2 separate regions of the Mus musculus genome follow, and region 2 is linked to region 1. The links are chromatin contacts, called in public Hi-C maps. All regions are on one chromosome and are shown on one strand. The core of a region is the stretch at or near the end of the contact, and the rest is flanking DNA. Distances in the headings are between cores, read along the strand shown. Region 1 holds the start of Togaram2 (TOG array regulator of axonemal microtubules 2). Region 2 overlaps Alk (anaplastic lymphoma kinase).

Region 1 (5,429 bases), core at 1,395-3,894:
AAGAGGATCAGAACTCCACAATCCATGATGTCCAAAGCCCAGGCTCTGCAGGCTGGAAACAAGGTCTGGTCTTGGGGACAGTGGTACATCTCAGAGAAAAAGGAGTTCTTAGGGACTAACTGTCCCCTCTCCCACTAGAGTCAGATCTCTCTCTAGTCCTGTGAGATCCCAGCTAGTGCATGCTATGAGATGGGACACAGCCCCCAGGACTCAGTATGGTAGGTGGCTGGCTGGCTGGCTGCCCTGGGAGCCAGTGGGTGGAGGGAGCTATGGAAGGGATGTTCTTTGTATGAGGTGGTAGGAAGGGTCTTCAGGTGGAGGGGATAGGAAAACCAAGAGAAGGCTGAACAGTGGTACCCCAGAGCTCGCTGGGCAGAGCAGAGTCCCTAGGCTGAGCCTGGCCGTGTGATTAAAAGGTTATCCTACACTGTACCCCAGGTGGTGTGCTTGCCCCGCTGTAGGGCATGCGCTCGGGACCCCTACATCTCTCTGTTGCTAGACATGGACATTCAACCACATCACAGATCAGCAAAGGCCAAACGGGTCCTCGGTGACATGTTTGTTGAAGTAGTTGACTCTAACAGTGGTTCTCAACTTGTGGGTCGAGACCCTTTTGGGCAGCTCAAAGGACCCTTTCACAGAAGTCACCAGAAAACATAGATATTTCCATTACGATTCATAACAGAGGCAAAATTACAGTTATGAAGTATTAGTGAAAATAATTTTATGGTTGGGGGGGTCATCACAACATGAGGAGCTGCTTTAAAGGGTCACAGCAGCTTTAGGAAGGTTGGGAACCACGGCATAGGGTCAGAACTGACATGTCTTCCACTGACTACAGTTGCCAACCTGGGAAGTGACAGAGATCTTCCTGAGAGGTTTCGGAGGTGGAGGGAGTCCCTGAATGTGTCGGAGAGCTTGTGAATCTACATCTTTAAGCTGTTTACTTAATTTATTTCAAGTGTTCCTACAGAACTTTCTGTGAGGCTGGCATGATGGTGCACACCTTTAAGTCTTAGCATTCAGGAGGAAGGTACGAATGCGTTTCTCTGTGGGTTCAAGGCCAGCCTGGTCTTCACAAAGAGTTCCAGGCCAACCAGGGCTACAGAGAAAGTTCTAGAAGAGGCTGGTTACATTGAAAGTTCTAGGACAGAGTTACTTACATAGAAAGTTCTAGGGCAGCCAGGGGGCTACATAGAGAGAAAAAAAAGAAAGAAAAGAAAAGAAAAGAAAGAAAGAAAAAGAAAAGAAGAGGGAAGGAGTTACTGTGGAGGGGATACAGCCCTGTGTGGGTAGTAAACCATCTATCTGGTCGCTCAGTTCCTCCCGGGGCAGCCTGTGCTCTCTGCATGTCCCCTGGACTCTGGAGGAGGGCCCCCAGGCTCAGGAATTTGGTAGCAGTCAGCTTCTCCCTCAGAGGACCCTGCTGGCGCCCTCTGGTGGGACCACTGCTCTCTACAGGTAGATAGCTAGTACTTTTTTCTTTTTCTTTTTCTTTTTTGAGACAGGGTTTCCTCTTGTAGTCCGGCCGTCCTGGAACAGGCCGGCCTCAAGTTCAAAGATCCTCCCCCCTCTGCCTTCCGAGTGCTGGGATCAAAGGCGTGTGCGCGCCCCTCTCCTGGTTTTCCATTCTTACTGGCAGGCCACTAGTGGCCTCGCTTGCTCTTGGAGCTTGCTCCTTAGAGAGGCTTCTGGATGGTCCCCATGGACCACAGAGAGGAAAGCGTTGTACTGGATGCATTTATTCAGCAGCTAGGCTTCCTGGGAGTGAGGCAGCCTGTTCCAGACTCCTCCGCTCCGTATTCCTGTGTCTGCCGAGCGGACTCCTCGCTGAGAAGTTGGAGGGGTTGCCTAAAAAAAAAAAAAAAAAAAAACCCTTAGTGTTTGGGCAAGTGGTGCTTTGAAAAGCTGTGTGCTCCTCCCCTGTATGCCTTGGAGGGTGGGCTGGAGAGGGTCAAGAGAGGGCAGGGCAAGAGGCAGGAACAGTTGCTATCTGAGGGGATGACACACCGGTGCACGGAGGGGCTCCTCGAGGAAGCACACACAGAGACTTCAGAGTTCCCAAATGTTTGGCTTTCGGCTACAAAAATATCTCTGTGGAGATAAACAGAGGGCCTATTCTGTTCTGGACAAACGCTGTGCTTCTTCCTGGCAGTACCATTTTATAGATGAGGGAAACTGAGGCTGAGCAAGGTTAAGCCCTGGTCATAGAGCGTAAAACAGCAACAGCAAAATCGAGGTCAGACCCGGCTCTGCTTGCTGCCTGCCCCTACCTGGCCTTTTGCCTACGGAGGCAAGCTGATGAGCAGAGAGGCCTCTGGGGCCTAGAGGCCGTGTGCATAGGATCACCTTCCTATGGCTCCTGCCTCAGTCTGCTGTACATTTCTTGACGCAGCCACTACCCAGTGGATCCCAGCTGGCTCTGGGATGCTTTCGTGCATTATCCCTCCCCCATGCTTTGTTGTGGCCCTAGAGGACAGGTTGGCCTCTGGGGCGTGCCCAGCACCGGGGGAAGCCACGGGGGAAATGAGGCCGAGGGGAAAAGTCTTAGTGCTCTCTCTCTCTCTCTCTCTCTCTCTCTCTCTCTCTCTCTCCTCCACACAGGGACTTGGGCTCCTTCAGAGAGCGGTTGCCATGCAGCCGTGTTTATTCAAGAGGAGCCTGGCAGAGAGCAGGAGTGTGCCAGCCGCGGCTGTGGGCTTTCTTGTACCTGCTTGGACAGAAGGCCGTGGCCTAGGCCTCCTAAGCTGGCCCTGGGCCAAGGCAGGCCAGGTGGGTGATGCCCTACCCTTGCCTCCCTCTGTGCAGGGACAGCATTGTTTCCAGAGAGACTAAGGACCCTGGATTCCTCCACTGACAGGGGATTGGCCTCTGGATGGAGAGGTGAGAGATACTGGCGTTCGCTCACCGAGCTGTTTGGATGGGAGGGCCAAGCCTTCGAAATCCTTTGAAGGAGGAGATCTGAACTTGAAGCAAGCAAAAAGAGCATAGTGAGGGGAGAGGGAAGCCGTGTCACAGTAGGAGATCTCTGCCTCTCTCTGGGTCTCTCTGAATGAGGCCAGACATGCTGCTGGCTGGCTGGTATGAGTCTAGGAAGAGGGCTGCTCTGGGCTGCTCCCTTCCCCAGGGTAGTGACCCTTGGCAATGGTTGGTTCTGCTCCTCTGGGCTAAATTCCCTGCGGGTGCTGAGAACGATGGTGCTGGCAGGAGTGGGGACAGTCCTAAGCTTGGGGACTAGAGCACCGAGTTACAGTGAAGGTTTGGAAAGATTCTGCTCTGGGTTTGAATTCTGACACCAGACACACTTACTGGACTATGGGGCTGGCGTTTGCACCTCTGAGTCTCAGTTTCCTTGTATGTAAAAGCTCTCCTGTCCCTGGTTTTGAGGGTGGAGATAGGTGGGCACTTGGCCAGCCCAAGGCCAGCGTGGAACTTTTGTTCTTGTGCCGCCAAGAAAGTGGAGATCGGCGTGTTTCTTGCTTGATTGATTTTGGTCTCCTAACACTGTGGTTCTACTGGCTACCATCCAGAACGAGGCCCACACTGATGGGAGGGGATTTGGAAGGGTGACTGTTTATTTTCCGTTTGTCTTTTGTGAGGCAGGGTAGCGCAGGCTGGCCTGGGAGTTGCTAGGTCACTGAAGATGGCTTTGAACTTCTGGTACCCCTGTCTCTCCAGAGCGCTGTGATCACAGGTGTGCCACTGTGCCTGCCCTCAGAAGGCCTCATTCTTCCTCAGAAGCGTAAAGGGTGAAGAGAGCTTCTATCTGTCTGGGCGTCAGTGTGGTAGCCATGGACCATGCTGGCCTCTGGTCCTAGGTGGGGGGAGTGACAGGCCCATAGCCAGGTCATCTTAGTCCTACATTGTTCTCACAACTGGCTGGAGTTCAGTCCAGGGAGCAGCAGATCCGAAGCAGGAGAATGTGGAGGAGGACTGGAGACGGGAGGATATGACCTAGGCTCTAATGAGACTTGCTTTTCAAGGCATATCGTCCCATCATTCCCGAGGGCCACCATTGTCAGGCAGTAAGGTATACTGTTTGTGATTCACAACCGGGTTCTGGGACAGCTATAAAAAGGAGTGCTGCCGGGGCCTCTGACCATGGCAGACCAGCCCATGGGACCTCTTTGTCCTTATCACAGCCACCTCCCGAATAGGGCTTATTACTCTCCTAGTTTCTTCTTCTTTTAGTACAAAGCCCTACCACCCATTTATGTGTTCCCAAGGATCCAGTTCATGCTCGCCTTCCTTCAGGTGCTTGGTAAACAGTGCCATAGTCAGTCATTGGGGGGGGGGGGGGAGGAGGAGGGGGGTTTCCTCCACTGAACTTACCGCTGTGGTCATCTGTGGCACAGTAAATATAGCAATCCTTTATTTTCATTGCCCTGTCTCCCGACGACGAGCCTTCCGCGCAACACATCCTTCCATTTCCCCGGTGAACATTTGGATTGCCTCCAGATTCGGCGGCTAGCCAGCTCCTGGCTGCTGTGAACGTTCTTATGCTTCTCCCCGGAGCGGACGCACAAGATCTAGTGTGGGTGGGCACCCAGGAGCGGAGATGCTGGCCCGGGGCGCGTGCACCTTGGGTGGAGCTGCTGGCCTGGGGCTCATGCACCTTGAGCTTTGATAGAGAACACAGGCCAGAGTCCAGGTGAAGGACCGTGTGCAACTTGCTTACGGTCAGCACGGGTTCCCGTCGCTCTCCACTCATGCCAGCATGGGGACCCCATCTCATCTTGACGCACACCAGTCTTTGTAGAGCAGTGGGCGCACCATGTTTCTAGCATTTCTCTGGTCACGGGGTTGAGGGTGGGAGGTTGGGGGTGGGGTGGGGTGGGAGGGTAACCCCACCCTGTGTACAGGCTCTGGGCTGCTATCTTCCTCCTGCTCTTCCTGCTGGAGGGCCAGTCTCCAGCCAGTGCTGTTACTTCTGTCCTGTTAGTCTTTGAGTTTCGGGCCTGGTCTCCAGGGCAGCTGTCTGGAAGCTGCAATTTCCATGTGGCCTCTTTCAAACCCTTTGATTCTCGCCCCTCCCCCCCCCCCACCTTCTTCCTCACCCTGGGATTTCCCTTCAATGCAAGGTTAGAATACAATGACTTTCTCCCAGGTAATAGCCGCCCTGTGGCCATGGGTCCCTGCTAGGATGGTTGATATTCTCCTTTAAAAATTTCATTTATGACTGTTATTGCGTGTGTGTGTGTATATTGTACATGCGCCATTGTGCCTCGGCACATGAGCAGAGGACGGAGGACAATTTACAGGAGTCAGTTCGTTCCTCACGTTGTAGGTTCTGGGGATTGACCTAAGGCTGTCAGGCTTGTGCCGCAAGAACGCGGATCCTCTGAGCCATCTTGTTAGTGCAACAGTTTGCTTTCTCATGACGGGCCTTTGGGAAAAGAACAAAGCTGAAGCCAGAAGTTCCCTGAGGG
Region 2 (5,429 bases), core at 886-3,385, 490 kb after region 1:
AACCCTTTACCATATGTAACATGAGCTTCAGGGCAACCACAGCTCAGTGTGATCCTCCCGGGACTTTTCACATTGATCCTGGCTGGAGAGGTGGAGACAGAAGGTGCCTGCATTACTGAGCTCAATGGTGTCATTCCACATTTGTTTTACCATTGATCCCAATGGTAAAAATATACATTTTTATACATGCAGAGCAGGATAGTATAGGGCACACCATACACTTAAAGTGTAGACTTCCAGAGAATGAGCCCAGGTGCCAGGGCAATAATGGAGGATGTTATTTCCTTGGAAGATGAAGGTTGGTATGTATTATGTCACATGCACTCTTCCAGAATAGCAGTGCCAGAAGGACAGACGCCCAGGTTCTATTCTCACTCTGTGCAATTTCAGGACCCAGGAGACTGCCAAGAAATGAGCACAGAGAAAAGGAAATGAATGTCTGAGCATTTTCAATCTTTCCTTGATGATGTCCTTAGACTCCAATCCAAACACCTACCCCCTGGATCATATTATCAGGGTTACAATAATTTTATATATAATCAGGGTCAGCATATTTTTAGGATCAGGGACAGCTTGAAGTTAGCACACATCTGAGCGGCTTAGGTGAGATAGGAGCATGTCCTGACTTATCACAAGGCAGCAACATGGAAAACCTATTCACCGAGAAACAGGCCAACACCACATTAAAGATGATGAGCAAGTGCCTTCACACTGCCGCCATAGTGTTTGTGTATCTTCCCCCTTTCATACTATTTATGAGGGATAATTTGCTGATATTGTTGTTACCCTCAAATTATATACCAAAGGAAATTAAAAAGCACTACAGAGGAGGAAATAATGAATAGTAGCATTTAATTAAATCCAAAGTGGGTCCAATCAATGACTGCCTAATACAATAATGAGCTTAATTTAATTTTCATTTAATGGAAAAAAGTAAAGCTTTAATCAACGGCCTATGGAATTAATTGACAGCAACTTTTAAATTGTAAGTTTTTCCAAAGTGGAGTCCTAAAAGAATAACAATGACAAAAATAATGTCAACCCCCCCTGGTCTATATGCACTTTCCAGGAGCATAGAGGGAAAAGCTCCCGCAGTAAGCAGAGCTGAAGTCGGCACTTGTGGAACGCTGAATTAATTAAAAACCAATACTCTAACTTCATGAACTTTAGAGTCATCAAAAAGCAAAAGACAAAAATTGGATTTCTAAGAACTGCTGGTCTAGGGTTGTCGCTCAGAAAGAACTGAAATAAACAGATTTCCACATCGGGTGGTTGCCTGGTTACTTCCCAGGGGCTCCTGGCTGCTCTAAGAGCAGCAGTTGAGTGTAAGGAGAAAGCAGGTTGTGGGACAGATGTACAGGCCCTTCAGTTAACTGATCCATGGCTTGGCACAGGATTTGGTTAGATGGTGATGTGAGGCGACTTTTCCAATACCTCACTTTCAAAGCTTAATTTTTATTTGTGGTTTTGTTAGTGTGTGTGTGTGTGTGTGTGTGCATATGTGAGTGCAGACACACAGGCATGCCTGTCCATGTGTTGCCTGTGGAGGTCAGAGGTCAACCTCAGGCTTCATTCCTCGGAAGCCATTCACCTTGTCTTTTGAGACAGGCTCGCTAATTGCAGCTTGAGTAGGTTGGGCTGCCAGGCCCGTTCACCCCAAGGGTCTGGTGTCTCTCCTACCCCGAGATGGGACTGAAAGCCTGTGCTACCATGCCTGGCTTTTATGCGGGTTCTGAGAATCAAAGCAAGGCTCATGTGGCAAGTCCTTAACTGACTGAGTCATCTCCCACCCTGACCCCAAGGCCCCAATCTGTGAGAACACATCATGTCATTGTATTTGTTAAGCTTTAACTATTTGAAACCTCACACTTCCATGGGGGGAAGTGACTGTACTTGAACAGGTTTATCCATGAAGATGTGAACTGTGTGGCCACCGGGCACAACACCCAGGCAGCCGACAGTGGCCAGTCCTGAGCCTTCAGCTTAACAGCTCCATGACATCATGCAATTTATTTAACTGGTTGGAGACTCAAGTTCTCCACCTGAAAACAGAGTTGATGCTATCCGTTTGGCCATTCCTCACATGATTTGGTGCCTCAGCAGATGGTGAAGAAACACTTCTGCAACACCCACCACATACCAGTCAGCTTGCTCAACACTGCATTATGAACCACAGGACGCTGTTTGGGGACATAATCAGGGCCACAAATACAGGGCCAGATCCAGAGCTCACAGCCCATGCATCTGTCCCACCCTCTGCCACCTTGTGTTTGTTCCTGGAGGTCATACCGAGGGCAAATGTGAGGGCTCTGTGTGGTTGGAATTATTTCATCTTCTTTGTTCAGTTCATTTGCTTTTTACTTGTTGGTCTCGAGTTATGTATCACCTGCACACACACACACATGCACACACACATACAGACACATACAGATACACACACACACACATACAGACATTCACACACACACACACACACACACACACACACACACACACACACGACCCTTCACATTCTACCTGCCTTATGGATGTCACCTCTACAGCAGCAACTATAACCAACCCACATACAGTTCTAGATAACTCCAGGACAGGTGTTTGGAACAAAGCAGGTGCTATCAATATGTGCCATGTGAACAGTTACATTATCTGCAATCTCTTAGGCTGCTTTTCAGGCAACTGAAAAGTTCCTGTTACTTGCTCTTTAATAGTCTGTCACTTGCTCCACTGGGTGCCTGGTTCCTGTTATATAAGTAGTGTTTCATCAACTACTATATTCAGCAGGATGCTGGGGTCAATCCCTAACCCCCAAACTGAGACTGGAACACGAATGACTCACCAGCTCTCCTAAAAGTCTAATTAATCACAGCAGCGCCGGAGCAAAACAACATTAGCTCAGGCCATGTCAAGCAGTTTCCCTGGTATGACTGATGACTTTGAAGCAGTGGGGTTGGCTTGGGCAAGATACTATTGGGAATATTCCAGATAGCCTTCATGATCATATTTCATACATTTCACTGAGGTTGGTTGGAAAGCCAAGAACGGAAAAACAATGATGTCTAACAATCTAACCCTCCGTAATTTCCTCCACCTTCACTTTGCTAACAGTGCTCTGTAGGGAGAACGTTAAAGTGTTCAGTCACAGGAAAACTTTATAACCACAGTGTTGCAAATAGGAAGACTAGGTAGATTCTGCAGAAGAGAGAGTTGGTGGCACACTAATCTCAGCCTGGCCTCCCTCTGTGACAGAAGGCTGTTATCTATGTAAGGTCATTAGTTTGACTTAACAGAGCAGGGTAGAGGGTGCCACTTTAGCCAACTCAGCCCTCATGTTCTCTAGGATAGAAAGTGGGGCCCAACTAAACCACCAACCAAAGAGGATGGCCTTATCTGGAATCACTGGGAGGGGAGCCCCTTGGTTCTGTGGAGGCTGGATGACCCAGGATAGGGGAACACTAGGTTGCTGAGTCAGGAGTGGGTAGGCAGGTGGGGGAGCACCCTCATAGAGGCAGGGGAAGGGAGGAGGGGATAGGGGACTTGTGGAGAGGAAACTGAGAAGGGTGATAACATTCACAATGTAAATAAATAAAATAACCAATAAAAAATTAGCAGCAAAAGTTGGAAATATCCAGAAGTTGAAAGAAAGAAAGAAAGAAAGAAAGAAAGAAAGAAAGAAAAGGAAGAAAGAAAAGAAAGAAAGGAAGAAAGGAAAGAAAGAGAGAAAAGGAAGAAAGAAAAGAAAGAAAGAAACTGGGGCCCAAAACAGAAAACAGCAAAAGGGCTAAGGTTGATAAAGGAGAATCCCAAACTGACCATCATTATTTGGTTTTGTAAAGGCTCCACTGAAAGCTGAAAGCAGAATTCAAGATGCCTTATTAGCGGAAGCATAACTATGTGAATGGGTATGCAAAGGAAATAAATGAAGATGGAAATTATTTATTTATACACTTATATCATGTTAGCGTGAGCATTTTAAAAACAAGGTCTGTATCTTAGTTGGCTTTTGTTCTATTCTTAAAGCTTGGCGTGATGCCTTATCCTTAATAGATATGCAATGAATGATTAATTGAGTTCAATAGTCTCTAAGTGTTTTTCCAAAGATGATGTATTGATGATGTATTAATCTCATGCTTGCTCATATTCCAAATAGCCAAGCATGACAAATGCGCTATCTTGAATGTAATAGGTCATGCCACAGTGAACTCTCACAGGTAGGTTAACGGAGATGAGCTGAAACTTGGACCCCAGGTACTTTCTCTAATATATAGGGCTGTCTTTGGTACCAAAACGTGGGGAATGAGAGAGGTATGGTATCTCAGGGACATGCAATAGATGAATAGATATGCATTTACTCCGAAGGGAAAGTGGTCCTCAGAAAGGGGAAATAGATTAGAGAAGACATCAGCAAACCATTCTCATAAATATAGCAAGGTGGGAGTTCTGTAAGTACCAGGATATGGTCATCGTCCTACATCCTCAGTGGGGAGACTGTTGTCTAGTAGAAACTAGGCTGGCTAGGAACTCATCTACTTTATCCTCTATGGGTACACAGGAAAAGGGGTTGGAATCAAAAGACAGCATGTGTGCCTAGATGTTAAAAAAAAATCACAGAATTGCCACTGCCAATTATTGGAGCTATGGGTAGATATTTGGGGCTCAGCCTACAAACAATAGGGTCACATGATCTTGGTCAGGGTAGAAGAAGAGCTAAAACTCAGCATGCACAGCTAACACGCTCCTATCAGATGGTAACATGTCATGCTAGGCTCCGTGGTAGTATCCTCATGATATGCAAGTGCTCATGTGTCCAGCCAACATAGAGAAGGACATTTAGAGACCTATTAAGTTCTCTGGTGAGTGATTCAGAGAGCTCTGAATCAGTAGCACTAAGCTTACCTGGAGACTGGCGGAAGTTCAGAGTATCAGGCCTTGATCTAGATCTGCTGAGTCAGAAATCTGGGAGTCGGGGAAGGAGCTGAAGAGCCAGTAATTTGTTCCCACAAACCCCTCCAGGGACCCCCAAACATGCTCAGGTGTGGAAAACACGGAGGGAGAAATTGCGCCAGGCTTTCTTTCTTTCTGTGGATGTCATGAACCTGTTGGGCAGTGTAATGAGACTCTAGGCTCCTTCTTAGATGAACATTTTTCAAGTATAGAGAATTACAAAGGAAACCAATCACACTGAAATACACTTATCTGAGAAGATTCTGAAATATGCTTATAAAAATGTTATGATGCGATTATATATATGATTCTTTATTAATGCATTAAATATCACCATCTCGTGGAAGATCTAATAACATTTTGTAATTTTGAAGTAGCAATGAAGCCAAGCAGTATTTCAAGATGCCTGCAACACCTGTCATATAATTTCCATTAATGACAAAACCCACTGCTACTGAATAAAGGTTTGTTGTCCGCATTCACAATCT

Evidence for each region. A called contact is a pair of places that touch in the nucleus more often than the background predicts.
Region 2: a contact with region 1 is called in a Hi-C map of uterus, with 4 times the contacts expected there. The contact joins the enhancer-like site here to the promoter of Togaram2 in region 1. A contact is called at or near these places in 2 of 39 promoter capture datasets (the 3T3-L1 cell line and hippocampal neurons), 1 of 484 Hi-C or Micro-C datasets (uterus) and 1 of 9 other capture datasets (embryonic stem cells).

What each region holds. Positions count from the first base shown.
Region 1 is chr17:71,670,617-71,676,045 of GRCm38.p6, forward strand. It overlaps Togaram2 (TOG array regulator of axonemal microtubules 2), which reads left to right and starts at 2,645. Exons shown (of 20, transcript NM_177087.4): 1 at 2,645-2,883.
Region 2 is chr17:72,156,301-72,161,729 of GRCm38.p6, forward strand. All of the region lies in intron 4 of Alk (anaplastic lymphoma kinase), which reads right to left. Among named protein-coding and RNA genes, the nearest start is that of Gm41613, 30 kb to the left of the region's middle. Within about 2 kb of position 2,136, at least 31 of the 459 cell types and tissues checked have an H3K27ac peak or open chromatin away from gene starts, as enhancers often do.